Regions from separate parts of the Mus musculus genome. Here region 2 is linked to region 1. The links are chromatin contacts, called in public Hi-C maps. All regions are on one chromosome and are shown on one strand. The core of a region is the stretch at or near the end of the contact, and the rest is flanking DNA. Distances in the headings are between cores, read along the strand shown.

What was found. A called contact is a pair of places that touch in the nucleus more often than the background predicts.
Region 2: a contact with region 1 is called in a Hi-C map of cerebellar granule neurons, with 3 times the contacts expected there. The contact joins two enhancer-like sites. A contact is called at or near these places in 1 of 15 datasets of contacts at CTCF or cohesin (large pre-B cells), 2 of 484 Hi-C or Micro-C datasets (cerebellar granule neurons and cerebellum), 1 of 115 datasets of contacts at active chromatin or transcription factors (embryonic basal ganglia) and 1 of 9 other capture datasets (embryonic stem cells).

The regions. Positions count from the first base shown.
Region 1 is chr3:135,883,815-135,890,905 of GRCm38.p6, reverse strand. Slc39a8 (solute carrier family 39 (metal ion transporter), member 8) reads right to left here. Exons shown (of 9, transcript NM_001135149.1): 7 at 6,502-6,709; 8 at 6,120-6,304; 9 at 2,334-4,101. The coding sequence ends at 3,952. Among named protein-coding and RNA genes, the nearest start is that of Gm31243, 14 kb to the left of the region's middle. Within about 2 kb of position 2,920, at least 34 of the 459 cell types and tissues checked have an H3K27ac peak or open chromatin away from gene starts, as enhancers often do. A contact at or near this core is called in cerebellar granule neurons, where this site is marked.
Region 2 is chr3:136,777,997-136,784,742 of GRCm38.p6, reverse strand. All of the region lies in intron 1 of Ppp3ca (protein phosphatase 3, catalytic subunit, alpha isoform), which reads right to left. Among named protein-coding and RNA genes, the nearest start is that of Ppp3ca, 110 kb to the right of the region's middle. Within about 2 kb of position 4,197, at least 4 of the 459 cell types and tissues checked have an H3K27ac peak or open chromatin away from gene starts, as enhancers often do. A contact at or near this core is called in cerebellar granule neurons, where this site is marked.

The DNA.
Region 1 (7,091 bases), core at 1,671-4,170:
AAGAAACAAGTGTGAACTTTTGCCTTCCTATCCAGTCCTCCTTCCTGCTATGTGGAGTTAAGAGTTCAAAGCCAGATCTCCAGGAGACATCTTAAGATATGAAGCATCTTGGAAGTGAGAGCCACAGTCTATCTGAGACTTTCATTTGTCAGCACAGTAGACAAATAGTAATAGACTCGGTTCCTAGAGCTATTGGGCCCCATGGGCCCCATGTTGCAGCTCACAGCTCTTCTATCAAACTAAGAGAAGACCTCTTAGTTCTTATACATCAAACCCTCATCATGGAGATTCGACCATTTTCTTACAACATCTAAGAGCCACCTTCATAATATCATGTTCTTCTCACCTGTAGACGCCATTAGAAACTATTAAAATGTGGTGGGAGGGAATATGCCTTGTAATTAACAGAATGATATTTGGAGTTTCTAGTTTATCCAGTTTCTTTCACTTTAATTTTATTAGCAGAGTCTCTGGTTCTGAAGGCACAGAGAAATTTAGAGTTTTCAACTAGGAAACCGAATGGACATGAGAACATGCTTTGCGCATCCTTAACATGGAAAGGAAGCTGACAGAAAACCAACCACGGGAATTGCGACCAGTGGTGTAGAAAGAAAACCAAGTATCCATTAAGAATGATCTGTGGTATCGTAGCCAAGAGGATCATTTGAGAATCTCTTGTACGGCAACAGATCTTTCCTAACACAGAAATTGTCTGGAAATCATGGTAACTTCCTGCTAAAATCAAAAGGAGACCTAAAGGAAGATAATGCTGAGAAGAGTTAGGAGAAGCAGGCCATTTAAATGTAGGAAACCAGAAATGCCCAATAGTGCCTAGAGTCTCGCTGAACATCTAGAAATCATTATGACCATACATAGCCTCCAGAGATGCCCAACACTGAGCTCACACATTGGCTACATTCCACTGCTGCTGCGGCAAGAAACCAGGACAGATGAGCAACTGGCAGCTAAGTAAACCTGAGTTATCCTCACTAGCTCTGAGCCATGACACAGCCACACATCCCAACTTGTACAGGTAAAGGAAAGGAACTATTTTCATTAAACAGATTTTGGTTATTATTTAGATATTAGAAGAGGGAGATACCTCTAGAGACTTTTGATGAATTATCATTAATGTCAGGTATCTTCATTCAGGAAAAATAACAGATACTTTATAAAAACTGCTTAAGACTGATTGAACCTGTTTACACTTTACCCATAAGTGGACTTAGGCATCTATTATCTCTTCCACATGAATTTGCAGTTCCAGCCACAATGGGAGCCACACCCTAGTACCATGGCTCTATCAGCTGGCTACCCATCAGCACCTCTAGTGGAAGCTCACCCACTTTGTGAGCTTCAGTTTCCTAAGGTGCTTTGTGACACAGCATTACCATGGTAACAGGATCTTCTACAGTACCCAATAAGTGCCAGGAATTAATACATATTCTTTAAAGTTTAGCAATGAGTAATATACAGTATTTTTTATTTATTCTGGTAGCATCTCTAAAATCTAATGATTATGCTGTCTTAATAAAATGGTGGTTGTAGGTTCTCCTCCAATATCCACTACTCAGTGGCTAGCTAAGTTTGCCATAGTAGGCATGATTTCCATCTTGCTGAGTAAACAAGTCTAACTAGAGAGCTGCTACCAAAGTGAGCCAAACAAGCCAGGAAAAGAGAAAGTAAGCGATGTCCCTCCACGTGTTTTGTTTGAGTTCCTACCTGAGTACCAGTTCTAACTTCCCTCAGTGATGGTTTGTAATCTTCAAAATGAAATAAATCCTTTTTTCTTCAAAAAACTAAGATTATATGGCAAATGCTCCATAGGAAGTATGTTGGCAGGATTATGCTCACTTGAAGAAAGTTAATCAGGATAAAGTAAATGCCATCCCGACTTTCCTTCTGCCTCCAACAAACAATTGCCTCTTGTCTTTAAGTCATCGTCACCCAAAGTCCTTCATTCTCCATGGTAAAGGGAAAGGATGGAGAGCCAGACCCACAAAAAGCAGGCCAAAGAGTCAATCTGCATGTACACTGAGAATCACTAAACTATCTTTTCAAAATATTCTTCCATAAGTCATTTCATTAAAAATACATACAATCTGTACTTTTTAATGTTTTATATATATATGAATGTACTATAGCTGTCTTTAGACACACCAGAAGAAGACATCAGATCCTATTACAGATGAATGTGAGCCACCATGTAGTTACTGGGAATTGAACTCAGGACCTCTGGAAGAGCAGTCTGTGCTCTTAACCACTGAGCCATATCTCCAGCCCACAGCATATACTTTTAAAAAGCAAGGATTGTTAAGCACTGAAACGAAAGGTTATACTAATATAGATTGTGTTTATTGAAATGAAAAATTAGTCTTTGTAGGATTTTTTTGCTAGATATTTTTAAAATAATACAACATCAGTTCTCTACTTGCCTCTCTTCTCATAACACCAGCCACATGATGTCACTCAAAATAAAGACATATTAAGAGAAAAATAACTGACACGGTACATGGTTTCAAAAGCTTTTACTGTTTGGTCAAATAATATTTTTTAATTGTCAGTCATAAAGTGAGAATACACATAAACATATATGTTAAAGTTTATCAAATCTGCACTGTTATTACATGAAAATGTGTTTGGGCTTATAGGAAAACATAATTCCTGAGATAACTTGGCTTCTATTACTAATTCTCATCACTGTCAAATCATCTTTTTTTTAAGTTACTTGGGAGTGTGAATTGAAATTAGGATGTTCAATTCAGACTGATCGTCTACAACGTGCTCAAACACTCAGTGAGCTGTGTGTTTTACGAAAGGTAGAAAGAGTATGCTGAGGTTTTCCATCCAACGGTATACCATATGGGAACAAAGCACACTGCACATAAAAGAAGCCGTCTCTGCTGACTGTCAATCACCCCTAATGAGCACATGCCTCCTCCACCATCAGTCTCTGACACAGCCCAGCCCAGCTGTGATTTTTGCATTTATTGAAATTCCCCCTGCTAAATAATTATGCTCATCTTTTAAAAAGTAAATTGCTCACAATTACATTCAATTTCTCTCTCCCACCCAACATATTCTCCACCATGACAAAGCAATCCCAGAGCATGGCAAGACTGAGTTCTAACCAGTCTCGCATACTCCTCAGGCATTTCTGTTGGCTGGAACCACAGCATAAATCATAGCAAAGCAATTCTGGTCTTCTGCAGGGTGTGTTCAAGCTTATAACTCAGGGACCAAGCCCTGAGCCCAAGCCTTGCTGGGCTAGCAAGCCTTTCATCCTTTCCTAATTCATGTTACTTTGTATTAGCTTTCAAAACAATCCTACAGGTCGCCAACTGAGACATAAAGCTGAACAAACGCTGTGCGCTATCTTTCTGGGGTTCGTTAAGGCACTGGGATCGGTCCTGCATGCACTGGAGCTGTCTGTCTTGATTTTCTTCCTCATTTGATGCACCTGCCTTTAAAAGCAGTCAAACACATTAATTGGAAGAAAACCACTCTGAAAACGCTTGAGGTTTTTGTTGTTGTTGTTGTTGTTGTTGTTGTTGTTGTTGTTTACCCAAGCAAGTTCTGAAACCTTACATGACCCAGATTGTGTTTTTCTCTGGATCTGTATGTCTGCTTGTGAATGCACGTGTTTGCTTCATGATAATTTTCTAATATGCATAAAATATTGAAAACCAGGTATTTACCAAAGGCCCCATACACCAGCCTTTGCAGTCTGAAACCGAAAACCTTTTAAGGAAAAATTTTAACAACAAATTTCACCTATTCTACATATCTGAAACCAGTCATTAGATTCCTTAGCCTTTAGTTGAAAATAATAAAAAAAAAATCTCTTTTAACTAAATAGGATATACTTTTAAAAAAACAAAAATCCCTATGGAGATGTTTCTGTGTTGTTATTAAATGCCTTCCCGCGTTGACGTTATACTCCACTTCCGGCTACTGCAATTCGATGTCTCCTGCGTACAAGGTGATGAGCAGGATGGCAGTGAAGCCGGTTAACATCCCTGCATTCTGGATCATGAAGAAGGTGAAATCCGTTTGTCTTCCAGTTACTTTTTCTCTCAGCATGTCGTTCATCTCTGGAAACTAGAAGACACATTATTAAATGGCTGTCGCCATCTTGTGGTGAATCCTGAAATGCTCGTCTGGGGTTTCTGCACAGGAGCTGAGCATTTCTTTCATTTGGGACTGGATCGTACCAATCAATGTTTTGCTTCAGGTATTGAGGAATCCTAGTATTCTGCGGCATCCACGGTAAAACTATCGAAAGGTCACACAGCCAGATAGAATGTACCTGGCTTGATGCGTTCTCTCCTCAACTCTCTTCCCATATACAGCTGTCTACACCTCAAATTTTAAGGAATTCAACCCGGTGGGTTTCACCCTCAGGCACGCATTTCTGTTTACTTCCGTTAGCCCTTACTATACTATACTATACTATACTATACTATACTATATTCTGCTTCATCCCCATTAGATATGCTATTGTTCCTCTTATCTCATAGTATTTTTAAGTATGCCATGTTTTACTTTGTTGTTTCTTGCTTAGCCCAGGCTGCCCTACTATGTCACTATGTCACTATGTAACTAATGACGATCTTGGACTTAATAATCACCCTGCCTTGTGCCACCACAGAGTTGGTGAAGTGTTGGGTTTTTTTCTTGTTAGATGGTGACATTTTTGTTTGCTTAAATTCTGACTTTGCTCCTCTGGAGAGAAACACTTATGGAAACCGCTTCCCCGCCCATCTCATAATTTTTCCGGGCTGACTGGAGGGGAAAAACATTTGTGTAACTGACTGAACCTGTTCTTTGAAGTAGCTTTCTTTACTGTTCTGGTTTCTCCATTGTGCTTGCTCTTTCCTCCCAGAGCGACAAGATTTTTTAATAAATTGTGTATTGGTCCAGTGTTGAAGATTATAATACTTTCATTATAGTGAAAACAGATAAAAATCCTAGGTGTTTTTAGTAAATAAATAAATGTTCATTCTCAGCCACAGCATCCACTGCAAAGGTTACACAAGGGGACATGTATGTCCTGTTTTAGAAACACAAATTGCATGATGTGTTATAAATGCTGTGGTACCCTGGATGCAGCCATGCCAGGGATCTTCAGACTCCAGAGGCAGGTCAGAGAACTGGCGTGAAGTTCTTACAGGGAAAAAGTTGGTGACATCTCTAACATGAGGAAACTACTATGTCACATAGGACATCACCTGTATCGCTTCCATAAAGGTACCAACTTTGATAGAACTTTTTTGTGTCATGGGAAGAAATGGCCATCTGGAATAAAGACAATGTGCAAGGTAATTCTGGGCAGAAAAATGTAAGTACTGTGGGGGTCTAAGAGCTAAATCCTGCCTTTTTTAAGGGTCTTTGATGAACAGCAAACTGGGCCAGACACTTACAGTTTGGAGCTTGTAATCCAAAGGAAAGATGTTATTAAATTATACGTAATACATTAATTTCTAAATATAACCCAAATACTCTTTTTTATACTCTGACACTTCATTCTCTAGAAATCTGTCCAAGGTATGCTTGAAAACACACAGGGTATTTTTCTCTACACACACACACACACACACACACACACACACACACAACCTACAGACATAAATAATACTGACTCAAATATATATTTATTGTCCAATATTAATTTCTACTTAATTTAGTGTAATATTTTAGCTTAACTTCAAAAGTTTTCAGTGTGAATCACTTTGAATAAAAAAAGTATTTCGTCTACCAAGTTATTTATTCTTCTAAATGTGACATTCTTATGCAACTGATGGGTCAGGCCTACTATAAGAGAAGACGGGTTTAATTCATCACATATTAAAAGGAGTCCTTAGAAAGTAGCTCCCACTATTAAAAGTGCTTACTTTATCCATAAGATCAGTCATCAAAGAATCAACGACAGCCATTCCAAGCTACTGTTAGCACAGGTTACTCACAAAGCGAGAGACGCTGGGCCAGAAAAGGTCTGGATCCCCAGCCTTGAAGACCTTGAAGCCAGTGGGAGGCCGAAGGCTGCCCTTCAGCTCGAAACCCAGGCTCTCATTTGTAAAAATCAAAGTAACACAAAATAAAATACTTGAATCTCTTACCATATCTGCCAGAGAAATGTAGAGGAACATGCCTCCAGCGAGTGCAAATATAATATTGGGAGCAAAATTGTTGCCCACCAAAATGCCGAAAGCTAGTCCCACGTAGCAGGAACACGCGGAGAGGAAGTTGAACAGCAAGGCTTGCCGGGTGCTCATTCCTGCATTGAGCAAGATCACAAAGTCCCCTGGAAGAAGAGAATATCAAGTGAGTTGTGCCTCCTTCTGTTTTGGAATAATAATAATAATAATAATAATAATAATAATAATAATAATAATTAAAAAAAAAAAACTTCCAACAACAGATCATTCATCTCCGTGTATGATTAGGGTCTGCCCAGTCTAACATTCGACCGCCCCTTGCCCTGTGCCCTGAGGTGCTCACCTAACTCATGAGGAAACTCCTCACACAGGATCGCTATGGACGTACTGAGCCCCTGAAGAAGAGACAAAGTACAAGATGCCCCAATCGCCAAGCCGTCGATGAAATTGTGGAGGGCATCACAAAGCGTGATCATCCAGGCAATTGTTCCTATTTCTGACAGTTTGGGCCCCTTCAGACAGGTACATGAGCTTGGCTCTGTTTTTCCATCCTGTAAAAACAGCAGGAAAAAAAAAAACAAAACATGATATCCAATATTGCTTGAACATTCAAGAAATCCAGAGAACAAAGAAATAGGTTATGTCCCAGGGGAGACAAATTGTTCCAACTAAAAGTCACTGGTAGTGTATGTGAAACCCTAACAACATATCACAGAGGGGAGAATGCTTACAAAGGGACAGATGAAATGAATCACTTGACACACCTTGAATGAGCCACATAGCAGATGTTTTTTTTTAATTACCCATTTTCTTCATTTACATTTCAAATGCTATCCCAAAAGTCCCCCATATCCCCCCCCCACAATTCCCCTACCCACCCACTCCCACTTCTTGGCCCTGGCGTTCCCCTGTACAGGCATATAAAGTTTGCAA
Region 2 (6,746 bases), core at 2,948-5,447, 890 kb before region 1:
AGTCACCCAACATCTTCTAAACTCCCACCAGATGCTAATTACCCCGAGGGTTTTCCTGCCCATGAGATAGAAAAAAACGTGTGTCCCAGAAGCAGAGGCAGAGACCTGGAGCTGATTATTTACAGGTCATGGAGATGCATTTGATAATAGAGCTGCTGTCTTTCACTCTTCTGGTAAATAACTTTTCCATCGAAACATAATGAATTCAAATAATGAGTATTCATGTTGAAACACGGAGTGAGGTGCCTACTATGGACACCATTAATTAGCCACAAAGTCTCGGGCCACTTTTTGTTCATAAGCAACAAAGGAAGAAATATATAAACAATTTCACTGTTATTGTTTATGCATGTGTTGAAATACTTGGGATAGAAAAGTCAGGAGCCAACAAAAATCATCTATGATTCATTTCATGAAAGTTACTAAAAATCGGTATCTAGAAACATGAAATATTTTAAAATATGATTACTCCAAGATTACACATGGAGCACAAAGCAAAACTATATACTTCCTTTGAAAAAAATTGTAAACATTCTAAAATATTAAAAAAAAAAAACAGCAAATTGTTTGAAGTATCCAGTCAATGAAAGACTTGGAGGGTGTTGGTTTTCACTATGATTTCTTAGTCTGTACAAATTGGGGGGTGGGAGGGGGGAAGATCTCTTAAGAGATTCTTAAGAGTCCATGACCTGGAGAACTTTAAGTTCACTCCACCAGACTTGGCTCACCATCACCATAGCAACCAACTAGACTGGTTCCTCAATTATACACTTGTCTAGATTATTTCAATAATGGCCACATCTCTGCTTCCCATCCCAGGTTTACCTCCACATGATCAACCCTACACTCGTAGCCTAAGGTTGGGCTGCCGCAGGCACTCAGTGTTCCAGTGAGTCCATGGAGTCACAGACATTTCTTCAAGCTCTTGAAAGTATGTGAAGGGCTATGAACAGGAACTCAGAATTCAGATTACGTACGGAAACTGCACTACTTCAAACAGTGGAACTGTTCTGGGGTACATACGGTTTTCTTTCTGTAGACTGATCATTAAACAAATCAATATTTGCAAAATGCTTGGGCCATAATTTGCATAGTAATTCTTCATGTGGATTTCTCATAACTAGTCAATGCCTTGCTTATGTCCCTTATCACGTGACTGCAAAAGCATCCCTATTCAAATGTCATGTCTAAAAATAAGTTGCCTTTCCATATAAATATCTCACATACTTAAATTACCAAATGTTCAACAAAATAGCCTTTCACTCTAGTTTGTGCCATTGTTATTGTCATTTAATTTGTGTTTGATATGGTTTTTGTTTTTCTTTTTGAAACAAAAAGCAATTGATAAATCCATCAGTTTGCCTATCTCTCATACCCACTCAAGACTCTCCACAAACACAAGCCCCAAACTGTTTTAATATGCATACCCTTGATTGTATCCCTAAGGATCATTGAATTTGATCCCTCAAGTTTGTAACTGCAAAAACAAAATAAGAATCAAAGAGAGTAAGAGGTAGGAACAACAACAATACTGCCAAGCTAATATAGCAGTAATCGATGACATCAAGGATACAGTCGAGATGCTTCATATGTGTTATTTCAATGGCAGATTGTGAGCATGAGGGATAGGTACCACTTTTCTACTTTTCTTACATATGAGATGAAGTGATGTTTGCAAGTTTGCATAGGCAGTAAGAGAAAGGAAGGACTTCCAGAGCGATCACCGTTTCAGATGATGAGCTCTGAACTCCTGCTCTGCCACCTCTTTACAACTAATGTGGCGTAGATGTAGGTCAACTGGGACTTAAGAGTGGCCTGAAGATCATTCTTAGCTTCCAGCTTTCCTCAAAAAAATGTCCTTTCCTTTATCAGACTTCACTGCTCCTTCCACAGTGGCGGGCACAGAACTTTCCAGATCGTTTGCGGATGATTGTCTCACGCCTCTCCCACTTCGTGGTGAGATTCTCTAAAGGCAACAGCATCTACCCAGCATGCAGTTCTCTCCATCAACAGTTAACTTGGCGCTTATTTTCCTAAGTGCTGGCACCGAGTCGAGAAAAGCAACACATAGGATGTTACATATCATAATCAATAACGGGTTTGTTACTCGGCTTGCAAACGATACCAACGTTTTGTTTTCTTTTGTGATTTGATGGGTAAGTGGGTCCTTCAGAATGGTTCCACCTGGCCTGGTGTCTACTGCAGATCCAGTACGTTCTGTCTCTGCTAGCTGCTACCTCACACACTGGCCTGTAATTCTGTTAAAGTGCATCTCTCTTAGACTTATTCCTTAAAAGCTTTTTAGGCAACCTGTTGTTGACAATTTTGAGCAATATGGAGCAGAATCCAAGCTCTAAATGCAGTGAGGTATAGTGGTTATTATTTCTGAATTATGTAATTGCTGCTCTCCCATTTTGGCTGGCTAAGCCTGTGTCCTTGAGAAAACCCTTATGAAACCTGTTTCCACAACCTGTGAAGGGGAAATGGAATTCTATTTTTCCAGAGATGGTGAAAGGATGCCATGAAGGCAGACTTGAAACAAGTGCTCAGTGAGCACTTGGTATAAAGAATGGGCTTGACTTTAAGGACATAGGCTTTCTAGTATTTGTTTTGCTTGTGCTTCAGTGAATTCCCACCAGTTCCATTTGCTCTGGATGCCAGAAGTTTATTGTTTGCTTAAAAGTTCTCATGACACTTGGCACATTTACATCTCAATAAGACTTAAGCATTGTATAAATTTTTGTACCATCAAACTGCTTTAAAGCAAAGAATGTGTCTTTAGCAACCAGCGCTAAAAATGATTCCTAATTGTGGCTAATCAATATTATTATCCATCTTCATTAGCAAATAAGAAAATCATGCTGTGTGTATTGTGACCTCAAAGGAGTGCTCCAAGGCAGAATGCGTGTGCATGCGCACACACACACACACACACACACACACACACACACACACACACACCCTGGGTGGGAGAAGGAGCGCTAGAGAGGAGAGAGAACAAAATTGACTGATGAGTGTTGAACCTTCCAAAAAGGCCAGATTTTACATAAAGACACAAATTTCTCGACTACAGTGCTAATCCACTTTTAAAATATAAAAACATGATATGAATAAACAAAAAAATGTTCTAGAAGAATGCATTCAATAACATGTGTTAAACATGAGTAGCATGTTTATTAACTGTAGCATGTTTTTAAAGAAATTTGCAGAGATGAAGTGCATCTTAGGACTATGTTGGAAGGAGATAAATATGGTCAAATTTCCCAAATTTATTCTCATAAAAGTCAGTCTAAATTATACCCATTTACAGTGTGTTTTAAGAAATTCTATTACATACAAATTAACCAACTATATTGACAAAAATGCTAGTTCATGTTATCGTGAATATTTAGTACTAGGATCAGAAAAACTGATCTGAGAATTTTCACGAAATCACCAACATACTAGTTTGTTAAACTAATATGATGTATTTGTCTATCAATTTAAAGCAGTTTAAAAAGTCTGCTCATTTCCCATTTCTGCATATTCACCCACATACTACATTGTCATGCAGTAAATAGGGATTTGGCTTAATGATAGAACACTTGCTTGGCATATGTGAGATGCTGGGTTTGATTCCCTTAACACACACACACTAAAAAACCATAACATCACTTACTGTATACAATAAATGTTGCCTATTTAGCAGAAAATGATGGCAGCCATGCTATACTGATTTAAGTTAATATGGTCTGAAGGTATAGAGTAGTATGTGGAATCTTTAAAACCGTAACAACTTAATATCACATAATATAAATACTTAATCTTTGATTTTTCTTCACACTAATTTGCTGTCCTAACTTAGTGCTGCTGCAGATGGGCAGGAGGATCAAAGCCCACTTTACGATGACAAGATTTCCAACTTCAGTACCATTCGCCATTAGGAAAATGTTCATGCATGCTTTATATTTGTGCAATGTTTTCACATGAAAAGTAGCAATGTTCAATATTTCATAGCTTAAGAAAATGAATTTATATTACATGTAAGGTCACTCAACTCCTGTTGATCCAGGACATAACCTCCAGGCATGAGTTGAAAAACCCACACGCTGCCAGTAAACAGAAGGCAGTCAGAGGTAGTTGCATGAATCTCTCCAAGGTTAACTCAAAACGAAGAAAATCCAAAAGCAATGGAAAGAATACCTTTGGATTTTGACCTTGATAATGAGCCACAAGCCCCATCCTGTCTTTCCTGCATTCTCCATCTGTGCTCAGGGGACCAGGCCAACATCTACATCCAAACTAGAGAAAGCAAAGATCATCAGTCAGTCGCCTTAGAGTTCCATTAATTACAGGGGCCTTCTCACCAGTAAAAGATTTCCTCTAAATTTTAGGGTCTTGTATTAAGAAGACTGGGCTACATAAGAATGTTTCTCTTATGGTTCCAAGACACCCAGAACTGGAGTTCTAATCTCCTTGTAGATATATAATTCATCTGAATTGCAAAACTTTCCTTATCTGCAAAATAGGGAGTATGATAGCATAAAGATCTTGTGACAACTGAACAAGAATGCATATCATGTATCATCTTAAAACACCTGGCATACATTAAGTGCTCATGAAAATGGTTGCTACTAGCTATCAATTATGATTGCTGATAAAATGAGACCAAATGGAGACCAAAAAGAAAAAAAAAAAGAAAAAAAGAAAAAAAAAAGTGGTGTTAACCTGTGCTGTAATTCGAAAGTAACCCTATCAAGAATCATCACAGGTCAATATCCAGAGGTGTCCTGCACTCAGGCAGAGACTTGGACCCTGAGGGTTGAGGGGGAGATCTTGTCCCTGTCCTAACTGTTTAGGTAAACAGAACTTGAAGTCAAACTGAAGAATCCTACACCGCCATAGCAAGGTGATACAAGGTTATGAGTGCTGCCTCTTGTTCTTGGACTGCTGCATTCTGGGATGTCACTTTCCAAAGGTTCACTGGCAGGACTCACTACTAAAATCACCTGTAAGATCCCTTTGTAAAAGCAAAACGAAACAAAAGTAGAGAACAAGTCTAAAGCTACAAAAGTTTCATCTGATAAGCTCTAATAACACAGAAACCCAAAGATTGACACTGGCGACACCCTGAGTGGACACATGCCCATCTTCAACCATACTGTTTTTCCTGGTGTTGATTTGAGTGAGGTGAGGCTGACAGATAGGAAGTCATTTAACCAAATGTGATATAGAAATAATAATGTCTTCAGCTAACAGTATAAACAGCCTCAAAGAACTGTGCGGTTACATTTATCAGTTCTCAAGCCAGAAAGAGAATTTGTGTCTGAACAGTTTCCAAAAACAAAAACAAAAAACAAAACAAAACAAAAATATTTAAGTAAATGAGAAAAACATAATCAAACTCTAAAAGAATATTGACTTGAGAAATGTGAATATGCAGAAATAATGGCTGAGGAGGTACCGTAAGTAGCTTAAGGGTTTGTAGTGTTATCATGAGTAACTGAAATGAATTCCCCAAAACCCATATAAAAGTTGACTACAGTAACATGTGTCTCTAATCTCAGTAGCCCTGGGAGAAGACAGGAGAAGACAGAAGAACACAAGGTCACTAGCCAGCTAGTGTAGCATACACAGGAAGTAGCAACCAGGAGACTCAGCCTCAGTCATTTTGGCAGGAAAGACTGACACCTGAGGTGTCTTCTGACTATATGATCACAGCTTGATTCATGTGCTCCTGCACTCAGAAATGCAATGCACATGAGTTTGAGGACATGTGTGTGAGCGTGTGCATACACACATACACACCCACAAACACACGCATGTGTGCTCGCAGAGAAAGACAGAGAGAGGGAAGAAATACATACATATATACACACATATATGCATATATATGTATATACATGCATATATGTGTGTATATATATACATATATGTATACACACACATATATATATACACACTTCACACCCTGTTAATAACAGACTGATTTTTATTCATTATATTTCTTTCTCAAAAATCCTTCATTGTTAATTCTTGAAAAGGAATCAAAAATGTTTTCCCATATTTTCTTCTCCACCCTTTACCTCCCAGCCATCTATTAAGCAAAATAATGTTTTCTTAATTAGCTATGGTTTAAGCAATTTTTCTTTTCCCTGGCAGAGAATGGCAAACTATAGGAAAGGAAATGAAGGCTCAGCTCTGAATGCTTGGGAGTAAAGTTTGGTCACCATTCCAACGCCAATGTTACTTCTAACCGAAACAAACTCACTTCAGTTATTTTTATGTTTTGTAAATTCCTAATTAGATGAAGCTTATGCAATTTTCACAAAGAGAATCCTTGTATTCGGAATCCAGTCTAAAATACTTAGTGCCATGCACTCTAATAGACTGTAACAACAACAACAAAAAATGCCACTTAGCAAAATTATAAAGCTGAAATGTGATCCATCCAAAGCTGCATCACTAAGGCTCCACAGGAGCAGTAAAGGGGCTGAGCAAGGCAATCTCCACCCAAGAGGGGACAACTCAGAACTCTGCATTAACAACTTCCTGAGCTGACCAACAGAAAAGGTACTGAACATCCAGACCAAGAAAGAGTATCTAGTCTAAGAATGCCACAGCTTCATAAGCGAAATTCTTAGTTGCAAAGGGATGAAGAGGAAGCTCCAAGGGAAAGACATTTCACGCCATTACCTGCAGATCGCTACACACGACTTCACATTCGGAAACACTACTGAGCCATCTGTCAGGCTACGAAAGGGAAG